Linked DNA regions of Sus scrofa: all the other regions are linked to region 4. The links are chromatin contacts, called in public Hi-C and HiChIP or PLAC-seq maps. All regions are on one chromosome and are shown on one strand. The core of a region is the stretch at or near the end of the contact, and the rest is flanking DNA. Distances in the headings are between cores, read along the strand shown. Region 1 holds the start of SPAG8 (sperm-associated antigen 8). Region 2 holds the start of TESK1 (dual specificity testis-specific protein kinase 1). Region 3 holds the start of FAM166B (family with sequence similarity 166 member B). Region 4 holds the start of TPM2 (tropomyosin 2 (beta)).

Region 1 (6,329 bases), core at 2,566-5,065, 120 kb after region 4:
AGCTTCGGCCTCAATGTGTGTTGCCCTTTTCTTCTTTTCAGAGGTCCTCCAAATCTCTCCATCTGAGAGACCACCGTTCCCAACTGCCTCACCCTTGGACCTATGTTGGTTCTAGGGCCTGTGTCCTGGGAAGACTGAGAACCTCCTGCGGGATAGGGGTCGGGTAAAGCGCTCTCTGCTGCTTCCAGTTCTTTAGTTGCCTTTTCTTTGATTCCTCTTTCCATTATCCCCCTGGGATACCCCAGCCCTGAAGATTCATGTCTCCTCTACCACCAAAGATGCCCTGGATGAGCTAGGATGCTTCCAGCTAGAGCTTCGAGGGGATGTGGAGATGAAGGTGATGGCAGGCCATGGGGAGGGAGTCACAGAAAGGGAGGATGAATGTGACGGTGGGGACCCCAGGGAAAGAGAGGGAGATCCAGGGAATAACAGAAGAATCTAAATTATCTCTACTCCTCCTCTTCCAGGGCAAAGGAAAGATGCGAACTTACTGGCTCCTAGGAGAGCGGAAAGGACCTGCTGGCCTCCTATAAGCCCCACTTCTTCCCAAGTCAGACAATCTCCTGCTGCTGGTACCTGGGTGGGCAGTGGCCATCATCTCTCCATGCCAGAAAGGGACATTGTCACATGAGATGGAAATCAACATGTATAAAATCCCCACCTTATATGGAAGTTGTTGCCCTTTGCAGCTCGGCCTTGTACATATTCCTGCCCCTCTCTGGCCTAGTCCCCTTCCTCCCTACCCTCTGTAAATATCTGTATCTAAACCAGAATATTTTGGCCAAATATAAAACAAACAAAAACAGTCATGATGAAATAGTCTGGCTTAGGGGCAACTCCAGAGAAGGGTTATGGGATAGACGTGCTAATGCCCGGAATCAGTGAATCAGCCGTCTCAGGATGAGAGAGAACCCTTTTTATGGAAAGCCTCTTCTCCAAGTACAGACAGAATTCAGACAGATTCTTTAATCCACATCTGCTGCCCTCCTCAACCCTTAGACTGGAGTGGTTCTATCCCCTCCACCACCCCGCCCTCCTCCCTGACAGGCAGGGGAGGATATTTCTCCCAATTAGTGGGAATAATCCTCAGGTTCATAGGGCAAAGGCTGCCCTAGAGACAAAGGCACTGGTGTTGAGAAGCTGCAGTTCTTCCTGAATGGCGTGTCCAGCGTCCTGATGTTACTGACGCCCTGGAGGACAGACCCAGAATGAGGACAGACCCAGCTCTCAAGCCAGAACAGAGCAGCCTCTCCCCTTCTGCGCCCCCTCCCCCCAAACACCTGGTCCCTCTCACATACCGGTAGCTGCGGTGCCCTCTGTATCCAGAAGGTTTCAGGCTGCTCAGTACGGTAGTCATGAGGCTGTGAGGGAGAGATATGGAATAACTCTTGGCTTGAAGCTCCCTCTCTCAACCTCTGGGCCTGCTGCTCTCCCATAGGCTGTCAGGGCCCAGCTGGCCAAGTGGGGTGGGGTAGGTTCTTACCCTTGTTGGAGTAGGAGGCCCTGCATGCACCAGCTCCTTTCTGTAGTCATGATGTGTCACAGACTCGACCTCAGAGTCCTTCCTTGTGGCTTCCTGCTCTGCCTGCACCTCTTTACTACACAGGCCTGGGGAGTGTCAAGGCCATTTTCCCTTGATTTTTGTCCTCCCCCTCCCCTTTCCCAACTGCACCCAGTTTCTCACCAGATCTGGTGGCGCAAGAACATCTCCAGCATGGCTTCACGCTTCCCTGTGGGAGGTCAGGGAATGGACAGAGTGGGGGGGAATCTGGTTAAGACACAGGCCCCAAAGAAAACTATTTGGGAAAAGGAAGGAGAATCAGGTTTTGCCCTTACATCCATCAGACAATCCATAGTCCCACCCGATATTCCTTCCTCTCCTTTTTTCTCTCATGGACTCGTTCTGGTCCGTTCTCTCATACTTCGTACCTCGGACTGGCTGAGAGTGGTTTCCTGGGGGCTGGTATGAATCTTTCTGGGTGGTTCTGGAGGACATGGGTGACTGTGGCCACAAGGTCAGCAGCCCCTGGTGTCCATGTCGGAAAAAGAAACTCTCAGAGCCATCTTGCATGCTTGGGACTTGATCCAGGTGGTTGGTGGCTCTCTGTGGGTCCCAAGTAGAATGACCATGATATCCTTTCTGGTACCCACCCTCATCAACTGGGGGCAGCTTTCAAGCAGAGAGAGCAGGTCAAAACCTTAATACCTCCTCCTCCCAGTTGTAGAGAAGGCACTGGCCCCGTGGCAGTGTTTCACTGGGTATCTTACTCTTCCCTTCAACCTCAGAGGGCTTCCAGTGTCCTCGGGTGCCAGGTTCTGATACTTGCAAAAATTTCCAGGGTTGTTTCTGAGGCTCCCAGTGGCTGTCGTGACTCCAGGAGGCATAATTAGGGACCAGATCTGCCCTTGGGTTTCTGAAGCCTGGAGGAGCAGAGGAGCTGAACCCAGGGTCATGGCCACAGCCTGGACTATGCCTAGAATCAGAGGCAGGACCGGGACCAGTGCCTTCACCAGATCTACCACCAGGGCCTGGACCAGAGCCACCACCAGGACCAGAACTGGTGCCAGGACCAGGACTAGAGCTGGAGCCAGGAACAGGGCCAGAGCTGGAGCCAGGAACAGGGTCAGAGCTGGAGCCAGGAACAGGGCCTTGGCTAGAGATAGGATCATTTGCAGTGTAGGAATTTCGAGCAATATGGGAGACCTGGACAGGCTCAAAGCCAAGTCTCCCATGGCCTATCTTGTGGGTAAATCTGGGGGTGGTGTGGTGCGCCGCAGTAAGATTGTCAGAGAAGGGCTCCAGGAGAAGGCTCCGTTCTGAGTAGGGCGCTGGGGTCTGTGTAGATAATGCAGCTGCCTTGGCAGTGGAGGCAGCTGCAGTGGCTGCAGCAGCTGCTGAGGCTGCTGCAGTTGCAGCTGCCAGAGCCGACCTATGACGGCCATCCAAAGAAGGCAAGGGATCTGAAGTGGTCCCTAGTTCTTCGGAGCTAGGCTGTTCGTCTAAAGAGCTGAAAAAAAGTGAAAAAGGCAAAGTCGTCAAAAGGGCAGCGGGGGAAGTCCACTGACCTTCCTTGTCCCCTTATGCCTGCAGCCAGAGCTGCAGATCTCACCGCGATGGCGATAGCTCTGTGGAGTCAGTGGTTTCCATCTTGCGACACTCGCTACTGGGTACTGCGTTGCTATAGAGACGGCAAACCATTCCAGGAGACTGCGCAGAACTAGAGCTGGGCGGACGTGGAGGGCGGGGGTGGGGGTGGGGGTGGGGGTGGGGGTGGGGGTGGAGGCAAGTTCTCTGCGGGGCGGAAGTCTTGAATCTGGTGCACTCTGGGAAGTGCGCTTTCCATCCGGCCTGGCTGCTAAGATTCGCCGGCCTAAGGTCTCGCCCTTCATACCCGCGCAGGACTTTTGGAGGCTTTCTAAAGTGGTTCTTTGTGTTGAATACAGGCACAGTGCTGTGGAATCAGACAAAAGCCTACTTGATGTGTTTCTACAAGGGACAATGGTAGCTTCCCCTAATTTCATTCTCAAAAGTGGGGCATCTTTTTAAAATTTTTAAGGTGGAAAATACATCAGACAACAGCTTAAACAGAATGGTGAGACATGGGGCAGCAGATGTTTTGAGTGTGATAACTTCTCCAATGAAAGGCCCTCACCTTGACCCTCCTCCTTCCAGACCCCCTTATAACTTGGCTTGGTATCTGAATTGAGCAAGTCTTGGGATACTGGCTTTACTTATTCAGGCACATTCTTAGAACTGCTGCTTTTCTAGAAGTTTAACCCAGGTGGACCATGAGTCATGAACTCATAGATACACAGGCAAGTGCTCCTTTGACTGCATCATGGGCTTCCTTAGTGTTTCAGACCATAGTCAAGGGGGATCAAAGTCTTGAATCAGTTTTCTTTTCTATTTGAGGTATAAATCTTTATATATTTAAGACAGGGATCCAGAATTGAGGGAGAACAAGTTTATTGGCATCATTGGGTCCTGTTATTTCCCTACCCCGTCCAAGCATCCAAGTCTGGGGTCCTTGGTCCTTTGGTAGGTTCAACCTGGAGGCCACTGGAGCTGTCTGCCCCCAAGTACATGAATGTGCAGGTGATACACAGACTGTGCACCCAGCTTCCCATCGTTGATCACTGAAATGGTGCGTCGGGTTAGGGGGTTAAGATGGTCAAAGAATGAAGATCATATTGAGAGGTTAGATCAATTGATGGTGAGGGGCTCAAGGGCCAAATGTCACTCACCAAGTCGGTATCCATCTCCCAGTCCTTCAGCCTTTGCTGTCTTCTTTGCCACAAGGAGAAGGTGTCCTAAAAGCTACAGGGAAAGGGGAGGGAGACAGGTGGCTTCATTTACAGGGAACAAAACCTTTCCCTCAGCCAAACCCTGGCCCTGTTCTTCCCACCTGCTGGTCTTCTTCTTCAGCCTGGCTAATCCGGGGAATGGGCTTCTTAGGAATGACCAGGAAGTGCACAGGAGCCTGAGGGGCCACATCACGGAATACAAGACACTGGGAGCAGTGAACATGCCAGAGGCCACCATGTTAGTTCAACAAACTGGATGGTATTTATGAAATTCTTAAGGGGATGGGTCCTAAGGGTACCCCACCTGCTGGTCCTCATATAGAATGTCAGCTGGGAGGCTTCGATCCAGGATCCGGGAGAAGATGGTTGGGGCTGCTCCCCCAGGAGCTGCCCGCTGGGCCTTGGCCACTTCATTCCCATCAGTCACACCTGCAGCTCCTCGGACCTGCAGGTGGGTCAGACACACCCACGGGAGGGAGTTGGCAATACCACTCTCCCATGTAATCAGTTGGGGCTGACAGAGGCTGGGCTTTGAAAGGCATTAATTTCACCCTTCCAAGAACCTATTAGTGGTTCCCAACCAGGGGAAAAGCTCCTCGATTTCAGAGCATCAACAGCAGAGAGCAAGGCCAGATACTGCTGGGCCTAGTTAGGTAACAGGCCGTATTACAATGCAGGATTCAGCAGTGCAGTCGACTACTGCTCCTAAAGTGTTGAGGAAATCTAGCGCTGTTTCAAGGGAAAGGATCCAGAATGAAAACCTGGAGGTTTAGGTCCCAGTTCCTATTTTACTATTTAATCACCTTAGATAAACCCCTTCTTTCTGCTTCAAATATAAAGAGGGTGGTTTGCATCATCTCTTAGGACTACTTGGAACTTTTTCCATTTGTTCTCACCTTTCAGTAAGTTTCCACTTAATTCCATTACTTGTTTTCTGATCTTTAAGCTGTTACTTGTTTTAGCCATATTTTAATACAATTGCCCTGTATGACACAAGGGCGTCTAGGTGTCACATCTGACCTCTTACTGTGAACTTTGACTCCAGTCCCCTGAATCAGTGCAGGGAGGCGTTCAGCTGAGTGAACACAACTAACCCAGCCCCAGGGGACTGAGGTTAGGGAAGTCCCAGTTTTCCAAGGGCTGAGAGTAGGCTGACGTCAGAGGTGTCACATTGTGGGAGAATGGGACGGGATGAATCTGACCCCTTGAGTCGCTCTGGCAAGGGGGAAGAAGAGATGTTAGCACTAGTGCTCAGGAGAAGGCCAAGGACCTGACGGAGCAGAAGACTGGCTCCCAGACAAAAAAACCTCACGTCCCGCAGGGGGCACTGAGGAGCTGCCCGGAGCAGGCGTTCAGCTGGCCGGGCAAAGGCAGCAGCCGCTGCACTGACCCTGTGCCGACCTCGGCGCCCCGGTCTGGGCACGGCGTCGGTCATCGCCAGTTCGCTTCTCCCTCGGCGAGGGTTTCGCGACCGCCAGTCCGACCTCACCGCACACTCCTGAAGCCTGCGCCTTGGGAGGCGCAACGCTCCCGGCAGGACGCTTGGGCTCCCGCCCCACAAGGCCGCAAGGCTACGCACGCGGGGGCGAGCTGGGGAAGAACGTGGCTTCCGGCCCTGGAGGGCGTCAGAGTCCGCGGGACCCCCTTCTTGCCCCAGGGCCACCTCTCACCTGCGCCCCCCACGGCCGTGCAACCGCCAGCGCCCGGCGCGCCATGCATAGCCCGGCGGCCAGCATCACGGCCGCCGCCATCTTCCCCTCCGCCGTGGGAACCTCCCACCCCGCCCCGCGCTTGGGCTCTGCGCCCTCTGAATCGGAGCGCGGCGACCATTGGCTCCGCCCGCTGCGGGGAGCGAACCCTGCCATCCCATTGGGTCGTGCCCTCGGGCTCCCGCACGCCACTGGCTCCGCCTCCACGGTAGAAGCGAAATCTTTTCATCCGATTGGCTTCTTCTGCCAACTCCAGGGAGAATTTTCCACTCTATTGGCTTCATCCTCTAGTTAGCGTGAAATTCCTTTACCATT
Region 2 (6,346 bases), core at 2,496-4,995, 68 kb before region 4:
CACAGCCAAAAAAAAAATTGCCAAAACCACCTACAAAATAGTTTTGCCAAAATAACCAAACATAAATCTGATTGTCTCTAGCTACTAACTTATTGGAAATACAGGTGACTGAAGAACATGCTAAATCACACTAGAAGAAGCTCGGCAAAACTGCAAAACTCAGACCCTGAGAAACTCCACAGGACAAACGATCTGGTTTCGTTAAAAAAAAAAAAAAAAAAAAAAAAAAAAAAAAAAAAAAGCAAGGGAAAAAAGATGGAGTTAAAAATTTAAGAGATATATCAATCAGCTTCAAAGTACGGACCTTATTTATTTTTCTTTTGGTCATGCCTATAGCATGCAGGAGTTTCCAGGCCAGGGACTCAACCCATACCATAGCAGCAACCCTAGCTGCTGCACTGACAACACCAGACCCTTAAATTGCCACACCACAAGGGAACTCCTGTGATTTTGTTTTAAAGAAGAATCCTTGTTTTTTAGAGATAACATACCGAAATATTTATTCATAAAATGATATAATGTCAGAAATATGCACCAAGCAGGTAGAAAGAACAGGAGTATATATGAAACACGATTGTCCATGAATTAATTATTGGAAAATCACTGGCATAGAAGGTACATAAAAGCAGGTACTTTCACCATGTCTAGGTCACATATGGCAACAGTACAACTGAGGTATGGGCAAGTGATTTTGAACAATGGGTCTTCAACAAAATTGTCTTACCCAAGATAAATAAGGATTCATTGTTCTACTGTTTACTTTTCTTTTTTTCCTCCTATGTTTGACATTTTTCCATCATAAAAAGTTTGAATAACAACAACAAAAGGATCTTCTAATAGCCTAACTCAAGGAACATTTAAAATTCATCTTGACAGACTCCTCTGCACTATTTAATACTGTTTATTATTCCACTTTTCCTAAAGTCTCCATTCCTTGGTTCCACTTGCTATTAACTTTTAAATCAATGGACTTGAAAAGTATTCAGACATTAGATGGATGCACAGTTCAGTCACAGACTAGAGTTTGCATACTGTAATGTAAATATATGTCAACACTATTCTACATAGTTTTATTGAGACGTTAGTTTGATTAAATTTAAAAAGTTGTAAAATGTGAGGTATATGTGTGTACCGTATGTGTACTTCTTAAAACAGATAGAGGTCCTTACTCTTTTATACACAGGTTTCAATTTGATTTTACATTATAAACACCTATACTTTGTTCTAAATAATTTTATGCACTCAAAAAAAAAAAAAGATTCTATTCCTGTATTTCAATATGTTTCATCTTCTCAGTCTCCTTCATGGACTTCTCTTCATCCACCCACACCTTAGTACTGTTGCTGTTCCCAAGAATCCACTGTCTGCCTATTTCTCCCTCCCTACTTGGAAAATCACAGCCAACATCATAGTTGTCTTTATCATCACCCCTTTGTTTATGGCAATCACCTACCTCCCCTCCCCCAACCTTTCCTCCTGAATTCTTTATCTCAGTTGATCCTCAACCATCTAAACTAGAAACTTTAAAATGATTCTGGCTGATGCTCTTTCTTTCCACAGGACTGACTGACTTTGGATACAAATCAATCAAGTCTTCCCATTCTAATTGAATATTTCCTCCTCTCTTTCCCTATTACCCCTATCCTAGTTGAGTTCCTCATGCCCTCCTGACTGAAGACTTGCCAGAGCCTCCTTCCTAATCGGTCTCCACACCTCCATACAACAATCATCATTTGTCTAAAACAGGAACGTGGCGCCTCTGCTAGGAATCACTATTAACAACTATAGATATTCTTAAACTTGGATAAAGGGTCAGACACGGGCCAATTAAATTATATTACTTCAAAAAAATGAGGCGTAAATTCCTAGTGTTTATAGATCTTATACAACTATAGAAAGGACACTTACAAATTAAATAGTTGTAGATGTTAACATTTAATGTGACGAATGAGTTTGTTTTGCTGAGACCAAACTGCCTCGGGAAGAATGAATTACAATGCACATGGCACAGATGGTTCTCAAGATTGGTTTGTCTCCACTGGCTGTGGAAGGACTGTGAATCTCTCTTGTTTTCTCCTTAAACTTGTGTGAAACTTTCCCTTGTACTGTGACAGCACCTGGCCTCTCTCGACCCCACTGCACTATTATTTATAATTTAAGACTTCCTTTTTCTTTTCTCATTAGCTCTTGACAAACAGTTGGTGGCTCCAACTCTCCACAAAAATGGGACAAGACTCTATTAGAAGTCGGTCACCCACACGGATGTGGACTGTGCGTATATTAATTTTCTTTTTAGATTTCCACAGAAATAGAAATATAGTACTTTTAGAATTCTTGAAGAGAACTCAGCCACGTTGCCTCAAGTTCGTTGGCATCCTTTCTCACTCCTGAGGCCCGCAGCCTCCACCACGCCGCCCTCCACTCCGCCGCTAGGGGGCAAAAGGCTCACTGACGTCCCCAACCTCTCGTCCTAGACAGGACTCCAGGATCGAGCGACGTCACCCACCCCCGTCGATGATTGGCTATTCCGCCGATGACCGGGACGGGGAGGAGCCAGCGGAGAACCAAAAACGCTGGGTATGGCATGCGCACAGGGTCCTGAGACGGTGCGTGCGCACTCAGGGTGCCGCGCCGCTTTAGAGGCCGGCTGCAGATCCTCCTCTCGCCTGAGGGGGCAGATCGGATTCCTACGTAATGCGGGGCGGTACCTGCCTAGGAGAGTCACACTGATGAGGGCTGGGCCACACCGAGGGGAGGAGTCACGTTGAGAGGAGGGGTCACAATGACGGGTGGAATCGCTCTGAGAGGTGGGGTTCGCCCTGGAAGGGCGAGACGGACAGAGGAGGGGTGTCGCACTGAGGGATTCTGGCACACACTGTTGGCGGCATGGTCACATTGCGGAGATGTTCCTCTGAAGGAGAGACTCTCACTGAGGAAAGAGTTGGTTCTCTGAGGGGGAGGGCTCCTTGAGGGGCGGGGTTTTGCCAAGGGGTGGGATATTTCCCTACAGGTGGAGACTTCTCTTTTGAGAAAGAAGGGCATGTGGACGAAATAGTAAGAGGAGGCTCCAGGCTGTGTGGTCAGTGCGCAGAAGCCCCTGAATCTAAACTTTTTTCGCGAGAGGCGGGATGGAGTGAGCAGGACTTGGGGCCACACCTGGAATGGGCTGGCCAAGGGCTCACTACAGCTCTGGGGCGTCACAACCTCCGGGGAAGGTACAAAGTGTCAGGGAGTCGGAGGTTTAAAGTGTAAGGGTCGAGAGCTGGGAAATGGGCAGGCTCGGCCAGGGCGGAGGCTGGGCAGGTGGGTAGGTTGCTGCCCCGATTGTGGCGGGACCAGAGGGGTCTACTTTTCTACCCTGCCTGTCCATGGAGTCCAGGAGTCCGGCGGCTTCCAGAGCCTGGCCCTCAAAAGACAGAGACCCGAGGGAGGGAGGGGAGAAAGGGCTCTCACGGCAGCTAAAAGACCTTTGAGCTGCGCATACGCACAATGAGCCATTAATTCCCTTCCGTTATTTAGCTTTGGCTTTAACTTCTTTGACCCCGACTTCTCAGACCCACTAGCCTAGGGCGTCCCGGCCACTGGTGGCGGGGTGCGCACCTGAGGGGGCGTGGCCGCTGCCCCGAGGCGGGCTCGAAGGAGTTAAGCAGAGGCCCGGCTCAGCCCCGCCCCCGGCAGGCCGCGGAGCCTGAGCCCCAGCGGCGAAGTGGAGCAGCCGCCGCCCGCCCGCCCGCCCGCCTCCGCCTGCGGGGAGTACCCCCGCCTGCCCGCCGGCGCCCGGGAGCGCCACCGCCACCGCCCGGCCCAGGCCCAGGCCCAGGCCCTGCGCAGAGCCGAGCGGAGCGGCGTCCACCCGGGCGCAGCAAGCCGGCGCGGCGGGGGCGGGCCCAGGAGCTTCGGCAGATCTTCCATTCTCCAGGGCGGGAGAGGGAGTGGGAGCTCCGGCGCCCCGGATCCGGCTGGGCCCGCACCCATGGCGAGCGCGGCCTGCCCGGGCCCCGGGAACCCTGCCATGTGAGGCAGGCCCGGGCTGGGGGGCCCGGCCATGGCCGGGGAACGGCCCCCACTGCGGGGCCCTGGGCCCGGGCCCGGGCCCGGAGAGGCGCCGGGGGAGGGGCCCCCGGGGCCGGGGGGCGCGGGCGGAGGCCCGGGCCGGGGCCGCCCCTCCTCCTACCGGGCTCTCCGCAGCGCGGTGTCCAGCTTGGCACGCGTGGACGATTTCCACTGCGCGGAGAAGATCGGGGCCGGCTTCTTCTCTGAGGTCTACAAGGTAGGACCAGCAGAGAGGGCAGAGGGGCGGGACCGAGCCTTAGACGCGAGGCTGGGACAAGGGGGCCCAGACCCTGGCGTTTCGCCCGACCTGCGCGGGACTCGCCAGCCCCTGCTGCCCCCAGGTTCGGCACCGACAGTCAGGGCAAGTCATGGTGCTGAAAATGAACAGACTCCCCAGTAACCGGGGAAACACGCTACGGGAGGTGCAGCTGATGAACCGACTTCGGCACCCCAACATCCTAAGGTGAGCGGCCCCAACCGCTTGCTGGGGGAGGGGGAAAGATCCCGCGGGAAAAGTGGGAACTGTCCAGGGGCCGGGACTCTTCCAGACTACCTTGCTGTCTTTCCCATCCTCTTCCAGGTTCATGGGGGTCTGTGTGCACCAGGGACAGCTGCATGCTCTTACAGAGGTGAGGATGAACCAGCAAGGGGGGACCCCACCACCAAGGGGCGAGTCAGCGGCCTGGTGCATCTACAGACGAATAATGAGGGGCAGCAGGACGTCCTCCCAGGGGAGGCTTTCCTGAACTTCCCTTTAGGCAAACCACAAATAAAAGGCCTCAGCTGGTCCCGTCCTTTATATCCTCTAGAACGGTGCTGTCCAATAGATCTTCCTGCAAAGATGAAAATGTTCTATATCTGCGCTGTCCAAAACCACAGCCACTAGCCACATGTGGCTAAGGATCCCTGGGAATGTGGCTAGTGTGACTGAGGAACTGAATGTTCCATTTTGTTTAAATTTAAATAGTTGTGCGTGTGTATGGGACAGGACAGGCTCAGGATATGAATGGAGGAGCCCTAGAGCAGACTCACCCTCCTGACTTTGTGATCCTCCTGGGTCCCCTGGCTTAAAAGTGGGAGACCTAGGCTACTGACTGAAATCTTGACATTCATTCCCCTTCTCCTACCCCTGTGACCCAGTATATGAATGGGGGGACTCTGGAACAGCTGCTCAGCTCCCCTGAACCCCTATCCTGGCCTGTCAGGCTCCGCCTGGCTTTGGACATCGCCCGGGGCCTGCGGTACCTGCATGCCAAAGGTGTATTCCATCGAGACCTCACCTCCAAGGTAGGCTGGCCAGGTGGGTGGGGGCATGAAAGGAGATTTGAGATTTATTAGATTGTAACTAGCCCATGAATATTAGAGTGTGGGTAATAGACATCAGGATGTTGGAGTAGCAAGACATTGGAAAGAGGGGAGGACTGGGATGAGGGGGAGTGCTCTGAGGGACTGAGTATCGTGCTGTTTCTGGAGTGATGGATGACGTTGAAAGATGGGGGAGCATTGGCAAACTGGAAGATTAGAGAGGGCTGGGATTATTCTGAAGTGACAGGTCTTTGGGGCGTATATTGGGAGATCAGAGAACCGAACGTGATGGGCATGTATGGATGCGATATGTGTATCTCAGAACTGTCTGATCCGACGCGAAGACCGAGGCTTCACAGCAGTCGTGGGTGACTTCGGGCTGGCCGAAAAGATTCCTGTGTATAGGTGAGGTGAATGCCCCACCCACTAAACCTCCCAGAAGGCTCCAATCTAAGTGAAGCCCACAGGGACATTTCCCTTGGGGTGGGGTGGGGGCTGACCTCATCCCCTTTCATTTGGGAAGGTGTCTGGGTGGGATGTTCCTGGCCACTCAGCCTCTGCCCCTGCCCTTACAGGGAAGGGGCAAGGAAGGAGCCTTTGGCTGTGGTGGGTTCTCCATACTGGATGGCTCCAGAGGTGTTGCGGGGTGAGCTGTATGATGAGAAGGTAAGATATAGGACTTCAGGAGACCCTTGAGATACTCTTATAAGGCCTCATCCCAAGTTCTGCAGCAATCCTACCGGATGTTTAGGAGATGCCCAAGATCCCCCTGACCCCTCACAGGCACCCTCTCCAACACATGAAAACTGGCAAGACTCCCCTGATTTCTGACTTGACATGAAACTATCTTTGCCTCCCCCTGACATTCTCTTCTACCCCTAGGCTGATGTTTTTGCCTTTGGGATTGTCCTCTGTGAGCTCATCGCAAGAGTACCTGCGGACCCTGACTACCTACCCCGTACTGAGGTGAATGATGTCTCCAAGTTTA
Region 3 (6,447 bases), core at 2,381-4,880, 85 kb before region 4:
TGCTAAGAGTGTCCCAGGACCTGCTGCTGTCTGCTCACTCAACATTGCAGTTGGCCCGTTCCCGGGGCCAGGAGGGCCCTGGAGACATGGACAGGGCAGCCCATGGGGAGCGGGTGAAGGGTGTGGGTGCCCCAGAGGGTGGGGAAGATGAGGAGGAAGAGGAGGAGACAGAGGCAGCTGGGAGCTCGGGGCGTGGCAGGTGGGCCCGGAGCGGGCAGGCTGGCTGGTGGTATCAGCTCATGCAGAGCTCCCAGGTCTACATTGATGGTTCCACTGAGGGCTCTAGGTTCCCCCGTGGTGGCAGCAATAGCAGCAGTGGCAGCAGCAGTGAGAAAAAGAAAGGGGCAGGAAGTGGGGGTCCACCCCCAAGAGAGGGAGTTGTAGAGGGAGCTGAGGCCTGCCCTGCCCCTGAGGAGACCCTTGGCCGGGACAGGGGCTGGCCCTTCTGGATGGGGAGCCCTCCTGATTCTGTACTGGCTGAGCTGAGGCGCAGTCGGGAGAGGGAGGGGTCCGCTGCACCCCCAGCAGAAAGTGAGGAAGGAGCCTCAGAACCTTCACCTGGGGGCATCAAGTGGGGACACCTCTTTGGGTCCCGGAAGGCTCAGCGGGAGGCCCGGCCCACAAACAGGTGAGAAACAGCCCATGGTGTAGGTTGAGGGAGTCGGGAACCTGACCTAAGTCAGGGCATAGACAGACCCAGAGACCCGGCTGCTATCCCCTAGGCTACCCTCGGACTGGCTGAGCCTGGACAAGTCCATGTTCCAACTAGTGGCACAAACGGTGGGTGCCCGCCGGGAACCAGAGCCCAAGGAGAGCCTACAGGAGCCACACTCTCCAGCCCTGCCTTCCAAATCTCCATGGTGAGCCCTGGGAGACAGAGGGATTTGGGGGCTGGGTTTAGCTTTGGGTGGGGTTTCTCTGACTTCCATTTGTTGTTTCCCCAGCGAGGTGAAGGCACTGTGCCACCACCTGGCCACAGGCCCTGGACAGCTGAGCTTCCGCAAGGGAGATATCCTACGGGTGCTGGGGCCAGCCGGAGGAGACTGGCTGCGCTGCAGCCGGGGCCCTGACACCGGCCTGGTGCCTCTGGCCTATGTGACTTTGACCCCAACTCCAAGTCCAACCCCTGGAAGCAGCCAAAACTGAGGCCCTGTGCATGTTGGTGGCCTCAGGGACCCTCACGACCCCTAGACTCATAGCCTGAGAGCCCTTCCCAAGCCCTCTGGCTTGGTTACAGAGAGTAGACCAAGAGCTAGGGGCCACATATCCCTGTGCTCAGTATTAATAACTCCTCTTTAACTGTCCCAGTGACTCCGTCCAGACCTCCACCCAGGAAGGAGGGGAGGGGCGCAGCACTGGGCTGCCAGAATTTCCCCAGCACATCCCTATGGGGGGAGGTGACCAGAAGGCCCATTTGCAGGGTTCCCTAGGCCAAGTGGTGAGGAGGATGGAAGACAGTATTAGGGCCAGCCCCCTAAGCCTCCAGCTGTAAATAGGCTGTGGCCAGTGCTGGTGGTCAGAAGAGGGAGGAGGAGCCCAGGCTTCTGTTTATGTATTTATTTATTTATTTATTACACCTATTAATAAAAAAGGTGCTCGGCCTCCAAACCATTCTCTCTTTGTGCCTCCTCCCACCCTTCAGCCCATCTTTCTTCTTTACAAAAGGATGGCTGGGATAGGATGAAAAGGGAAGAGAGAACTTGAAGTCCAGGTACCTATGCCAGGAGCTGCTTCTGGAGGGTGCTGAGGCCCAGAGCATCATGGGTGAGATGCCCATATGTGCGGCCAAACTGGAACTTATACCCTGTGTGGTGAAAAGAATCTGTCATTTATAGCCGGAGGCCGAGAAGTTATTTCTCAGCCAGCTACCAAGAACCTTCAAGCTACCCTCCAAAATCTGATCCTAATCCCAACTAGGAGCTACAGCAGTTTCCTTATCTCCGCAATGATAAAGCTGAACCACGTGATCCAAGGTCCCCCGTATCTACTGGTACCAACCCCCAAACCACCTCCATCTATCACACACACGCAAATATTCCAGTCCCCAAAGCCTCCCTCTGAGATTTGCCTTACCTGGCACATACCCCCCATATTTAGGCAAAAGGCCTAGGTTATGAGGGTAGGTCCTGGAAAGTGGAGGAAGATGTTTAGGATCCTTCTGGGATCTGCCCTGTGACTTCATCTGGTCAAATTCCTGCAGTGCCTGGTTGCTGAGCACAGGAAAGCTGGAGCCAAAGAGGAAGCGGGCACGGGGCACATAACCAGTGAAGCCTAGGGGGTTGGAGGGGGAATACTAAGCCAGGACCTCCTGAGCACCGCCCGCCCCATGCCTTTGGTCGTTACCTACAACTTCTCACCTGACATGAAGAACTTTCGAGGATCTCTGTCATCCATAGAATAAGGGGAAGCCTTGTGAGAAGTTAATAGAAGAAAAACATGACTATCAAATTCAGCCCCTGGGCTGGAACACAAGCTCCCAGGGAGGTGGAGCTGGCAGTCTAGCCCTCGTCCCTGTACCCACAGCCATACTACTCACGGTCACCCCAGGCCTGGCCACAGAGAGGTAAGGCTTCCAACTCCCACCCCACTGTACTCCCCTCAGCCTTCTTGGCCTTACTTGCTCCACCTCCTGCCCCAGCTCTGGCTCGTTTTCCGCCTCCACCTCTGCCTCCAGCTTTGGCTGTTGGTCTTTCTCCATGTCTTTTTCTCCCTTGGCCTCCTTTGGTAGCTCCTGACTCCCTTGTCCCCCATACCACTGAGTAAAATCATTCAGAGCTTCAGCCCAGACCTGGTTGCAGTTCTTGGCAAAGATGAACTGTGCCTGGGGTACAAAACCTAGGCGGGCAGGGGATAAGGAAAATTTCTGTTAGTGTGGGGGACCCTTGTTCTAGGTTGGGGGTACCTGTTCATACCTGTGTACAAACCTGTATACCCAGGGATCATGCTGGAGCTGAGCCTTTCATGTCCACGCCTGACAGGCAGGCTTCTCCTGGGAATCTCAGGAGATCTTGGAGACCGAATGGGAGGCAGAAGTGTGCGATGGGCAGGGGGCCACGCTAGGCCAGGAGAGCCGCGAAGTAGCTGACCAGTTGTCTGCCCGTAGGTCTGACCCATGCTGAACCGAAGTAGTGGGCAGTGTCCGGTGTACCTGTAGCACAAGTCTCACCCACTCACCTCCAGAATCCCCTGGCCTCACCGTCCCCAGAGATGGGAACAGAGACCTCTCACTCCCAGATCATTTCTGGACTCAGCTGTGTGTATATTTGGAGCAGGCATTTCTTAGTTCTTTGTCTGTGTTTTCAACCCTTCCCCTCTACTGTTACCCTGTTACCGTGGAGAACACAACACAAAGCTTCATGGTAAGCCTGGCTACTCCTATTCCCTTGCTTTTCCTTTTCCATCCAACATAGATGTCCCGGCCCTAAGCCTCCCACGCCATCATGTCCACTTCACCCCCAGGTGGCACAGTTCCTGTATCCTTACCCTTATTCCCAGAAGCTAACAGGGGTGTGCTCTGGGTAGAAGTCTTACCCTGGGATATAATGTGGGTTCTTAGGGTTCAGCCCTGGTATGAAGGTGCTAGCCATAGTCATGGGAACCCAGTCAGTTCGTTTTGTTTCTCTTTGAGCTAAGCCTCTGGGCTGTGTGTACTGACTGTGTCCAGGGCGGTGAGGTGGAGCCAGAGGCAGGAGGCGGGGCTCAGGGAGGAGAGGAGAGGGAGCACCAGTGGGATGACTGCCAGGGCCCAGGCCTGCGGGACAGGAGAGCAGAGGCTCACGGGTCTGTCTGTCCCAGAGCAAATACAGTCCTGCCACCTGGGGGCAGGGAGAAGACTTGAGTACAGCTGCGGCACTCCAGGGCCCAAGAAAGCCCTGAAGTGGGAGGTGGGAGAACTAAAACTGTAGGTCCATTGAGCTCTGTCTCAAAAGAGAGCCCTTCCTTCTTAAGCCCTTGTCTGAGCACCTCCCTGAGGAGATGTGGATTCTACTCTTTGTGAGTTTTGGTGGAAGGTGATAGAGTTCCTACGAAAGCCCAGAGGGGAGATTATAGGGGGAGAAAAGGAACCTAGAGAACTCTAGGCAGTGACATTGTTTATTTTCAATAATATAATTTGACAAGAATTACTACTATAGTCCAGATCATCATCTATTCAACAAATATGCCCTGCTCTGCCAGGCACACTCTACAGTGGCAGAGTCTGAATGGCTAAGCTCCATATGACTAGGACAAGTCGTTTAGTATCTCTGAACCCTACTCTCTTCAATTATAAAATGCAGATAGTACCATTCACCCTGTTATTGTCGTGAGACTCAACTTAATGTATGCAAATATGTTTTGTAGCAATAAACAGGGTAGAGCAAAGTACACAGGTGTGAAGTCAGGCAGTCATGCGTTCCAAATAGCTTGTGACCTTGAGCCAAACTACCTTCTTTGAACAAGGTGACTTCTTCTGAACCTGAAATGCCTAAACTTTTTTTTTTTTTTTTTTTTTTTTTTTTTACTGCAACCATGGCATGTTGAAGTTCCTGGGCCAGGGATTGAATCTGCACTGTACTTGGGACCTGGGCCACAGCTGTGGCAACACCAGATCCTTAACCTGTTGCACCACATAGGAACTTCCTGAAATCCCCAAACTCTTAACATCCCTAAACTCTTAACTCTTAAATCCCTAATCCCTTAACTCTGTGGCAACACCAGATCCTTAGCCTGCTGCACCACATAGGAACTTCCTGAAATCCCTTAACTCTTAAACTCTTAACTCTTAAAATAGCCTAGCCTAACCTACCAAGGTGCTGTTAAGAATAAGGTCAGGAATTCCCATTGTGGCTCAGTGGGTTAATAACCCAGCATAGTGTCTATGAGCATGCATGTTGGATCCTTGGCCCCAACCAGTGGGTTAAGGATCTGGAGTTGCTGCAACCTGAGGCGTAGGCCTGCAGCTGTAGCTCTGATTTGACCCTTAGCCTGGGAACTTCCATACGCTCCAGGTGCAGCCTTAAAAAGAATAAGAAAAAAAAAGAATAAAGTCAGATAGTGTGTGTGAAAGAACTTATCCCAACACCTGGCACATAGCTACTAAAACTTAATTTCCTTTCCAGTTGTCTAGTTTTGTCTTTAAGCTTCTACACAAATAGGAGATCAATGAATAGTTAGTAAATTCAGTGGATACAAGTTTTCTCACTGTGGGAGTTCAGGGGAAGGAGATATGAAGATAATGTTGGGGTTTAAAACTAAGGGGCAGGAAGTTCCTGCATGGCACACTGGTAACAAACCCGACTAGTATCCATGAGGATGCAGGTTCAATCCCTGGCCTCATTCAGTGGTTTAAGGATCCGGCATTGCCATGAGCTTTGGTGTAGGTCACAGACTTGGCTCGGATCTTGTGTTGCTGTGGCTGTGGTGTTGGCAGGCCACCAATTCAGCCTCTAGCCTGGGAACTTCCATATGCCATGGGTGAGCCCTAAAAAGACAAAAATAAATAATATTAAGGGGCAGATTGAATTTGTTAAGAAAACAATTCAGATTCTAAGAGAAGTACAGACCTGGGTGAAGCTCCCGTCGTGGTTCAGTGGTTAACGAATCCGACTAGGAACCATGAGGTTGCGGGTTCGATCCCTGGCCTTGTTCGGTGGGTTAAGGATCTGGCGTTGCTGTGAGCTGTGGTGTAGGTCACAGATGTGCTTGGATCCCATGTTGCTGTGGCTGTGGTATAGGCCAGCAGCTACAGCTCTTATTAGACCCCTAGCCTGGGAACCCCCATATGCCGCGGGAGCGACCCTAGCAAAGGCAAAAAAAAAAAAAAAAAGAATACAGATGCAGGGAAAGAGATTGGACAGGGAAAGCATGATTAGACCTGGGGCTAAGTCAGAGCCAGGCTGGTCCACCTTTCTGGGAGGCAGAGGCTCTGCTCTCCACCCACCCCTAGACTGTTACAGTGTCTGGGCTAACCCAGCATGTTTCACTGACCTCTCAGGAATTGCACAACCTTGGTATGTGTCATTTAGAGCTAGAGCTGTAGGGGATTTGGCTCGAATGGAATATGCTAGACTAAGGGTGGGAGCTGCGGAGAGAGCACGGAATAGCAGTAGCGTGTCAGGGTTAACAACCTGGACTTTTGGATTCTGCAACAGACACTGTTGTTTGCACACTTCATACCTATTCCCTAAAACCATCTCCCTTCTTCCTAACAGAACTTTAATTTTGTTCTACCAAGCAGCCAGGAACCTCAGGGAAGCTTGGAGCCAACCATAGCATTAAGTCTTGATTCCTCTAAGCCCATCATAGTGGAACATTCTCCTTGCCAATGACTGGTTAGGCATGGGCTTGTAGCAGTCTGGATAGTATGAGGCCAAGTCTGCTGGCATGAGGGTGAATCCTAGGAAAAGTTTCTTTGCTCTTTAAAAAGGTGAACAACAAATTAGAGAGATGGACAAGAGGAATCATGGC
Region 4 (6,407 bases), core at 3,122-5,621:
AGGGACTTGAGGGCCTGGTCCATGGTTCGCAGTTCCTCTTCCAGCTGCCTGGCTCGGCTGGGGGCAGCGGGTAGGGGTCAGAGGCAGGACCCGTCCCTGTGGCCCACGCCTGGGAAACTCCTCCCTACAGTGCAGAGAGCCCCATGGCTGTGGACTGAGGCCGAGTTTCGCTTGCTACCGTGGGGTGTCCTTACCTCTCAGCCACCTCAGCTCTCTCTTCTGAGCGCTCCAGCTCTCCTTCCAGGATCACCAGCTTCCTGGCCACCTGTGGGGGCGGGGGGGGGGGGGAGGAGATCAGGGTGAATGCCTTGGGGCTGTCTGGGACTTGTGAGTGAGAAGGAAGCTGGGCAGGGCTGTCACCTCACCTCCTCATATTTGCGGTCTGAATCCTCAGCGATGTGCTTGGCCTCCTTCAGCTGCATCTCCTGCAGCTCCATCTTTTCCTCATCCTTCATGGCTCGGTTTTCAATGACCTTCATTCCTCTGAGAGGCGGGGTGGGGGTGGGGTCAGGACCAGCAGAAACAGGCTCCCAGCCCCCTCCCTGGCCCACCCTCTGAGGAACCCCCTTGCCCACCTTTCACTCTCATCAGCTGCCTTCTCGGCCTCCTCCAGCTTTTGCAGGGCTGTGGCCAGACGCTCCTGCGCCCGGTCCAGCTCCTCCTCTACTAGCTGAATGCGGCGGTTCAGGGAGGCCACATCTGCCTCGGCCTGTGAGTCAAAGGTCAGAGGTCAGAAAGGGTTTGCCTTGGATGAGGATCAGAGAGGCTTCGGAGGATGGTTAAGACTCTTGTTAGAATGAGCCTGGGCTTCCTGGCCTCCAGACTTTCAACCTATTTTTCCCCTAACCAATCATCTTTGCACAGACTCTGTGCTCCAGCCCGTTATACACTTCTGAACAAGCTTCACTCCCTGCTCCAGGGCCTCCTCTGGCACTGTGCATAGTCTCCCAATGGTTATCTGCAACTGGTCCTTCTGTCCTTCCTGAGAGCACTCCAAGTGCTGGGACCAGGTCTGAGGCAGCCCTGACTCCACACAGAGCCTGGCCCAGGTAAGGGGTGGAGAAGAATCAGGCCAACCAGACCGCAGTGCTGCTAAAAATAGCCAATCCCAGAATCAAGCTCCCTGACGTCACTGGCTGCCAGGCAGACGCCCAGCGAGAGGCTCAGGAGGCAAGCCAGGCCTATATAGGACATCCATGGCTGTAGCAAGGGGCTCCCTGCCAAGGCCAGAGGCAACTGGGGGCAGTGCAAGGGCAGTGCGAGTGGCAGATACTCAGCCCCTGATCCTGCGGTATAGAGGCAAAACCGTGGAAGTTTTGGAGAAGGTCCACAGAAATTGATGATGCCTTGAGAAAAAGGACAGAGCAAGAAGGGCCCCAAGGAAGGAAAATGAGAGAAGCGCTGCAGTTTGGTCTTAAGAACATCAGCTCTGAGTCAGACTGTTGTCTTTGAGCCAGGGCTCAGCCACTCAACGCTTGTGTGACCTTGGGCAACAGATTTGGCCTCACTAACCCTCAATTTCTTCCTTCTAAACCAGAGTTAACAATAGCAGTTCCTCCTTTGTAGGCTATTCTCAGATAATGCAGTGCTTTTAATAGTGGGTTAAGAGGACCATATGGGAGGTGGCTGTTACAAACAGGTGCTCTATCTCCATGCTGGAGCCACTGAACTGAGATCTCCAGAGCAGAGTCTTAGAAATCGTCCATTTTTTTTTTTTTTTTTAATCTTCCAGGTGATTCTGATGATAAGTCAACCTTGGGAAATAATAAAATAATATGCAGAAAGCACTTATGCACATTGCCTGCACAGAATCCACACCTCATAAATATTAGGTTATCCCTTGTCTCTCCCTCAAAGACAAAAACATAGGGACCTTGAAATTTGAGATTGGAAAGGAGAACAGACCAGTGTACAGGAAGGAGAGAGTGAAAGGGAAGAGATGGGTGGCAGCTCTGGGGGCAGAGGGGGTAGAAAGCAGGTCCTGAGTGATACCAGAGGGCAGAGGAAACAGCACCATATATAGAAAGTAGTTGCAGCTTATCCTTCAGGTGCTGAAAGCCACCTAGAGTGACAAGAGCCCATCCTGGGCACAGGGCCGGATGACTCAGTGTGGAAGGATTCTGGGGACAGCACTGGGGGTTGGGAAGAATGACTCTGGGGGACACAGGAGGTCTATTCTAGAGAGAGAGATGAAGGTCTGTAAAAGACTCGCTTCATAGTAGTGGGGTGACAAATGACTGGAGAATCTGGGAGATCCTAGGGCCTGCATCACAGGATTGACTTTTGCCATTTTCTGCTTCTTAAGCTCTTCCCAGTTCTGGATGCTACTCTCTAACCACAGGACAGGCACTGCTGTCCCCACTGGACTAGTGGGAAGCAAGAGAGTAAAGGGAAACTGAGGCACTGTGTAAGTTAAGTGCTGTGCTCAAGGTCACACAATAAATTTGGGCAGTTTCTTATCTACTCCTCACACTGCCTCTCTGCTTCCCTAGCTCTGTCCCTGGCCTCCCCAGCTCCCCTCCAGCCCCCACTCAGCTCCTTGGATTTCCAGTCCTGCCTCCAGCTGCACTGGGCCTTGGTTATTTATAGACTGTCAGATGCCCGGGGCCATCTTCACTAGCAGCTGCAGGGCAGCTCCCTCCCAAGTGCCAGGACTGGTGAAGAACAAAAACCAAAGGCTGGAGGTCAGAGAAACCAATCTTGGGGGGCTTGGGGGGATGGGGAGCACGGCTAATGGTCAACACAAACCGTAGTGTCTTCTTTCATCTCGGCCGTTCAGACCATGCTCGTGCTAATCCCTGCATCCACCCAACCACAGGCTCATCTTAAACAATCCTGGGTGGAAGGCAAATGGGGAACCTGAGGCAGAGAAAGTACCATTGCCAAAGTCTTATGGCTGTTCTCCTACCTTAAGGTGGGGGCTGGGAAGAACAGGAGGTAGAGAAGTCTGGTTAGGGGGTGTGAGGTGGGCAGAGAAATCTCAGAGTGAACAGGAGCTGCCAAGGTGGTTGCCTTGGCATTAGTGGCCCTGTCCCTCTGCCCTGTGGCCTGGCATGGTCTCAAGACTGACAGCTTAATGAGGGTAAATGAGGGACCGTTAGAACCTGAGCTGGGGCGCCAGTACACAGCAGGGCCACTGGAGCCAGAGGTCAAGGCCAGGGAATTTCTAATGGCCCCCCAGCAGTGTAACTCAAGTCAAGGCCCATCTGTGGATTCCTCTCCCCTCCTCCTGCCTAACAGCACCTCCACCCACACCCCATACCCCACAAATGTAGCTTCAGTCTCCTCTCCATCTTCAGCTGGAAGATTAGTTGAGGTGGATGGTAAATTCTTGTGCCACCCGCCCCCGCGATGACTCACTGCTTGATCACTGTGCCTTCTAAGAGCTGGAACCAAATGGAATTAAAATGTTGTGTTCTCAGGGGGAAGTGGTAAGTGGTTTTGATTTACCCACTGTCTTGGATTAATTGTGCAAGCTTGCCCTGGCCTGCGTTCCTGAGAGGAAACCGTCTCTGTCCTGATGGTGAAAGTCCCTCTCATCCCCATGTCTGGAACCCCTCCCAAAGCACTGAGTCTCCTACTGTCCCCCCAGGTTCACACTCACGTCGGTGGCCTTCTTTTCAGCCTGCTCCAGTTTCTCCTGGGCATCCTTCACTGATTCGGAATACTTTTCCACCTCATCCTCCGTCCCTTTCAGCTTCTTCTGGAGGGCCTGCTGCTCCTCCTCCAGCTGGGAGAGAGATGCCTCAGTCAGCCAGGCCCAGGCCCAGGCAGGAGGCAGGGGTGTGTGTGAGGGGTACTAAGAGATATATAGAGGCTGACAGAGAGGAAGAGGGATAGCAGAGGAGGGTCAGGGCAGCTAGGGGTGTGGGAGGGAACTGGTGGGAGTAGAGAGAAAGCTTCCAGCCCCAAGGAGCAAGGCCCATCATGGCTCTGTAAAGGGAGGAGTGGAAATTAGGGGACTGGGGCTCCTCGGACGAGGGTGGGTGAGATGAAGTGTAGCTCTGGCTAGGGCCCTGGGGGTACTGTGAAGGCCCAGCCCCCACACTGGATGGTAGCGAGGCTTGGACGGCAGGCCAGAGGCTGGGGAGCACAGAGTGGCACAGGCTGCCCTTGTTGCGGATTGGGGACAGAGGTTACACAGAGCCTGGGACCCCCACCTGCTTGCAGCGGTCTTCAGCCTGCTTCTTGTCAGCCTCCGCCTGCTCAGCACGGTCGATGGCATTCTCCTTGTCCAGCTTTAGCATCTGCATCTTCTTCTTGATGGCATCCATGGTTGCTGTTGGGGACCGGCCGGCCGGCGGGCAGTGTGGACCGGGCGAACGGGACTGGCTGTGCTGACTGGGCGCACGGGTGGCGGACGAGGAGGACCTAGCGGGGCTGGGACGTCCCAGCCGCGCGGGCGCCTAAAAGGCTGGGAGGGACCGGGCGGAGCCGGGGGCCAGGACCCTCCCCCATTGCAGCCCAAACCTTGTAGGGGCAGAAGCACAGCAGGGTTGGGGGGGGCGCGGCCACCCCCTACGCCCACCCCTTCGGAACCGCCCCCTAGGGCTCCGCCTCTCCCTCACCCCATCCCCCCCAGCCGTCGGAAGGGAAAGTAGCTGGACGGTCTGCTGAGAAAGACACTAGCGCTGTGGAAGGGAGGGGACCTTGGGGCAGGGGGCTCCGTGCTTCTTCTGAGTGACAGCCTGGCCCGGTGGCAGCTGCGGCTGGGGCCCCTGAGGCTATTTCAGGGCTTGAGCTCACGGCAGCTGCCCCAAGCGCAGGGACCAAAAGGCCCCCCCTCAACTGCAGCAGCCGCTGCCCTTAATTTAGAAGTTTCCTGTAAATCCCCTCGGATTAAATGTCTCTTGGGAGGCGGGGCTCCTCCGCAGTTTGAGTGCCTCAGTTTACCCCAGTCCCAGATGCTGGGTTTTTGCTACGGACATGGTGGTGATAGTGGAGAGTCTTACCAGAGACTTGGGGAAACTGAGGTAGGAGGCGAGCCCAGAGCCCCGGCAGCCCTTCGGAGCGAGGACCGGCTTGTTGCCCCCGAGGGCGGGCCTGACCTCTCTTCCCCTCGCTTCCCCTTCCAGCCCCTGCCCCTGGAGCCAGGGCCCCTCCTCTACCATCGCCGAGCACGCAGAACCCGGATCCGCGCCCAGCCCGCCCCGCCCCCCACGTGCCCCGCATATTTTCCGCGGCCACTTCTGCCCCGCCGGACCCGCGCTCCCCGCCCCCATCCCCACCCCCACCCGGGACGAGTCGCTCTCCGTCCCCCTCCTCACCCCGCCTCGCGGTCCACCGGCCCCACCGCCCGCCCCCCACTCACCCCCACCCATCCCGATTTCCCCTAGCTTCCCTGTGCGCCCTCCCTTCTCCTTCCATTCTCCTCCCCTTCTCCCTGCGGACTCTCCTCCCTTCCCCTGTGGGCCAACTTTACGCTGAAATTTCTTTTCTGCCCTTTTTTGGGATGTTTCCCGTGGGGAGGCGGGGCCGGAATGGGGCAAGGAAGGCAGGGGCGAGGGCAAGAGTTACGGAGCTGCTGGGCGTCTGGAGCTGGGGGTGAGATGTTCCCTCTGACCGAGGCCGCCAGAAACAGCTCCCGGAGCCGGGAGCCGTGGCCTAGGGTCGGGAAATCGGAGGCACCCGTGCGAGGCTGTTTGTTTTCGCTTTTTCCTTGGGGTGGGGTGAGGGGAGAGGAAGTGGAGAGCCGCCTTGGGGTGGGGGGAGGGGAGACCAGGGTAGGCAGAGGAAGCCTCGCTCCCCAGGGGCAGGGGGGCGGGAGGCCTGGCTTTTGCTGGCTGGGTGGGAACCGTGGGAACCATAGGTCCACGGCCAGGGGAGGTGGGGGCGGAAATGTATTTAGATCTGCTTAGTGGACCGATGCTACACATGGAACAAACTTGACCTCTGTCCCCTCCTCACCCACCTCCCGGTCCACCGGCCCCACCGCCCGCTGGTGTTCACTCCATCTCCCTGTTCTCCCCAAACTCTTGGAAGAGTCTTCCATCCACCCTGTAGCCAGTGCCAGACCTCTCACTTCCCACAGTCCCTTGATCCTGTAGGTTCTGCTCCTACAAATGAGCTTCTTCCACTGAAGTCTCCTCCTCAGGCAGCTCCTTATATTACCTCCTGCCTGGGTCTGTTGTGAACTCCTGACTCCCCCAACTCTCCTCGACCTTGTTACACAAAGATCTTTGAAAAAGTTGGTACAAGTAGGACCCTAAGATGCTCCAAAAGCCCCTCCCTTCGCCCTCCCTCTTTTGCCAGTAAAAGTCACATTTCTTAATATGGTGTATCAGGCCCTTTGTTTTGGCACCTGCCTACCTCTCTAGCCCTACCTCCTTTCAGTTCCAACCTCACTCTCAGCACACAGATTTGTACTTCATGTAGCATTCATACTGAGCTAAGTGCAGGAGCTAGAA

What was found. A called contact is a pair of places that touch in the nucleus more often than the background predicts. HiChIP or PLAC-seq counts read pairs in DNA pulled down with a chosen protein or histone mark.
Region 1: an H3K27ac HiChIP or PLAC-seq map of skeletal muscle shows a contact between it and region 4. The contact joins the promoter of SPAG8 here to the promoter of TPM2 in region 4. A contact is called at or near these places in 2 of 47 Hi-C or Micro-C datasets (liver and skeletal muscle) and 2 of 2 datasets of contacts at active chromatin or transcription factors (alveolar macrophages and skeletal muscle).
Region 2: a Hi-C map of embryonic fibroblasts shows a contact between it and region 4, with 2.3 times the contacts expected there. The contact joins the promoter of TESK1 here to the promoter of TPM2 in region 4. A contact is called at or near these places in 1 of 5 promoter capture datasets (fetal liver), 4 of 47 Hi-C or Micro-C datasets (embryonic fibroblasts, heart right ventricle, liver and 1 more) and 2 of 2 datasets of contacts at active chromatin or transcription factors (alveolar macrophages and skeletal muscle).
Region 3: a contact with region 4 is called in an H3K27ac HiChIP or PLAC-seq map of skeletal muscle. The contact joins the promoter of FAM166B here to the promoter of TPM2 in region 4. A contact is called at or near these places in 3 of 47 Hi-C or Micro-C datasets (blood, heart right ventricle and liver) and 1 of 2 datasets of contacts at active chromatin or transcription factors (skeletal muscle).

What each region holds. Positions count from the first base shown.
Region 1 is chr1:236,528,366-236,534,694 of Sscrofa11.1, forward strand. It overlaps SPAG8 (sperm-associated antigen 8), which reads right to left and starts at 3,816. Exons shown (of 7, transcript XM_005660229.3): 1 at 3,111-3,816; 2 at 2,207-3,008; 3 at 1,930-2,104; 4 at 1,685-1,730; 5 at 1,484-1,598; 6 at 1,299-1,361; 7 at 1-1,190. The coding sequence starts at 3,199. The coding sequence ends at 1,071. It overlaps HINT2 (histidine triad nucleotide binding protein 2), which reads right to left and starts at 6,080. Exons shown (of 5, transcript NM_001244328.1): 1 at 5,976-6,080; 2 at 4,610-4,750; 3 at 4,407-4,481; 4 at 4,246-4,318; 5 at 3,951-4,137. The coding sequence starts at 6,056. The coding sequence ends at 4,046. It overlaps NPR2 (natriuretic peptide receptor B/guanylate cyclase B (atrionatriuretic peptide receptor B)), which reads left to right. Exons shown (of 22, transcript NM_001244322.1): 21 at 246-337; 22 at 468-807. The coding sequence ends at 533.
Region 2 is chr1:236,337,415-236,343,760 of Sscrofa11.1, forward strand. TESK1 (dual specificity testis-specific protein kinase 1) reads left to right here and starts at 3,746. Exons shown (of 10, transcript XM_003121984.4): 1 at 3,746-4,270; 2 at 4,395-4,516; 3 at 4,634-4,682; 4 at 5,194-5,340; 5 at 5,681-5,763; 6 at 5,934-6,024; 7 at 6,241-6,324. The coding sequence starts at 4,046.
Region 3 is chr1:236,321,351-236,327,797 of Sscrofa11.1, forward strand. It overlaps FAM166B (family with sequence similarity 166 member B), which reads right to left and starts at 3,631. Exons shown (of 6, transcript NM_001243630.1): 1 at 3,532-3,631; 2 at 2,925-3,148; 3 at 2,618-2,835; 4 at 2,358-2,409; 5 at 2,074-2,271; 6 at 1,543-1,804. The coding sequence starts at 3,593. The coding sequence ends at 1,716. RUSC2 (iporin) reads left to right here. Exons shown (of 12, transcript XM_001927812.5): 10 at 1-628; 11 at 723-860; 12 at 945-1,608. The coding sequence ends at 1,146.
Region 4 is chr1:236,405,245-236,411,651 of Sscrofa11.1, forward strand. TPM2 (tropomyosin 2 (beta)) reads right to left here and starts at 4,372. Exons shown (of 9, transcript NM_001129947.1): 1 at 4,161-4,372; 2 at 3,605-3,730; 3 at 576-709; 4 at 366-483; 5 at 195-265; 6 at 1-57. The coding sequence starts at 4,274.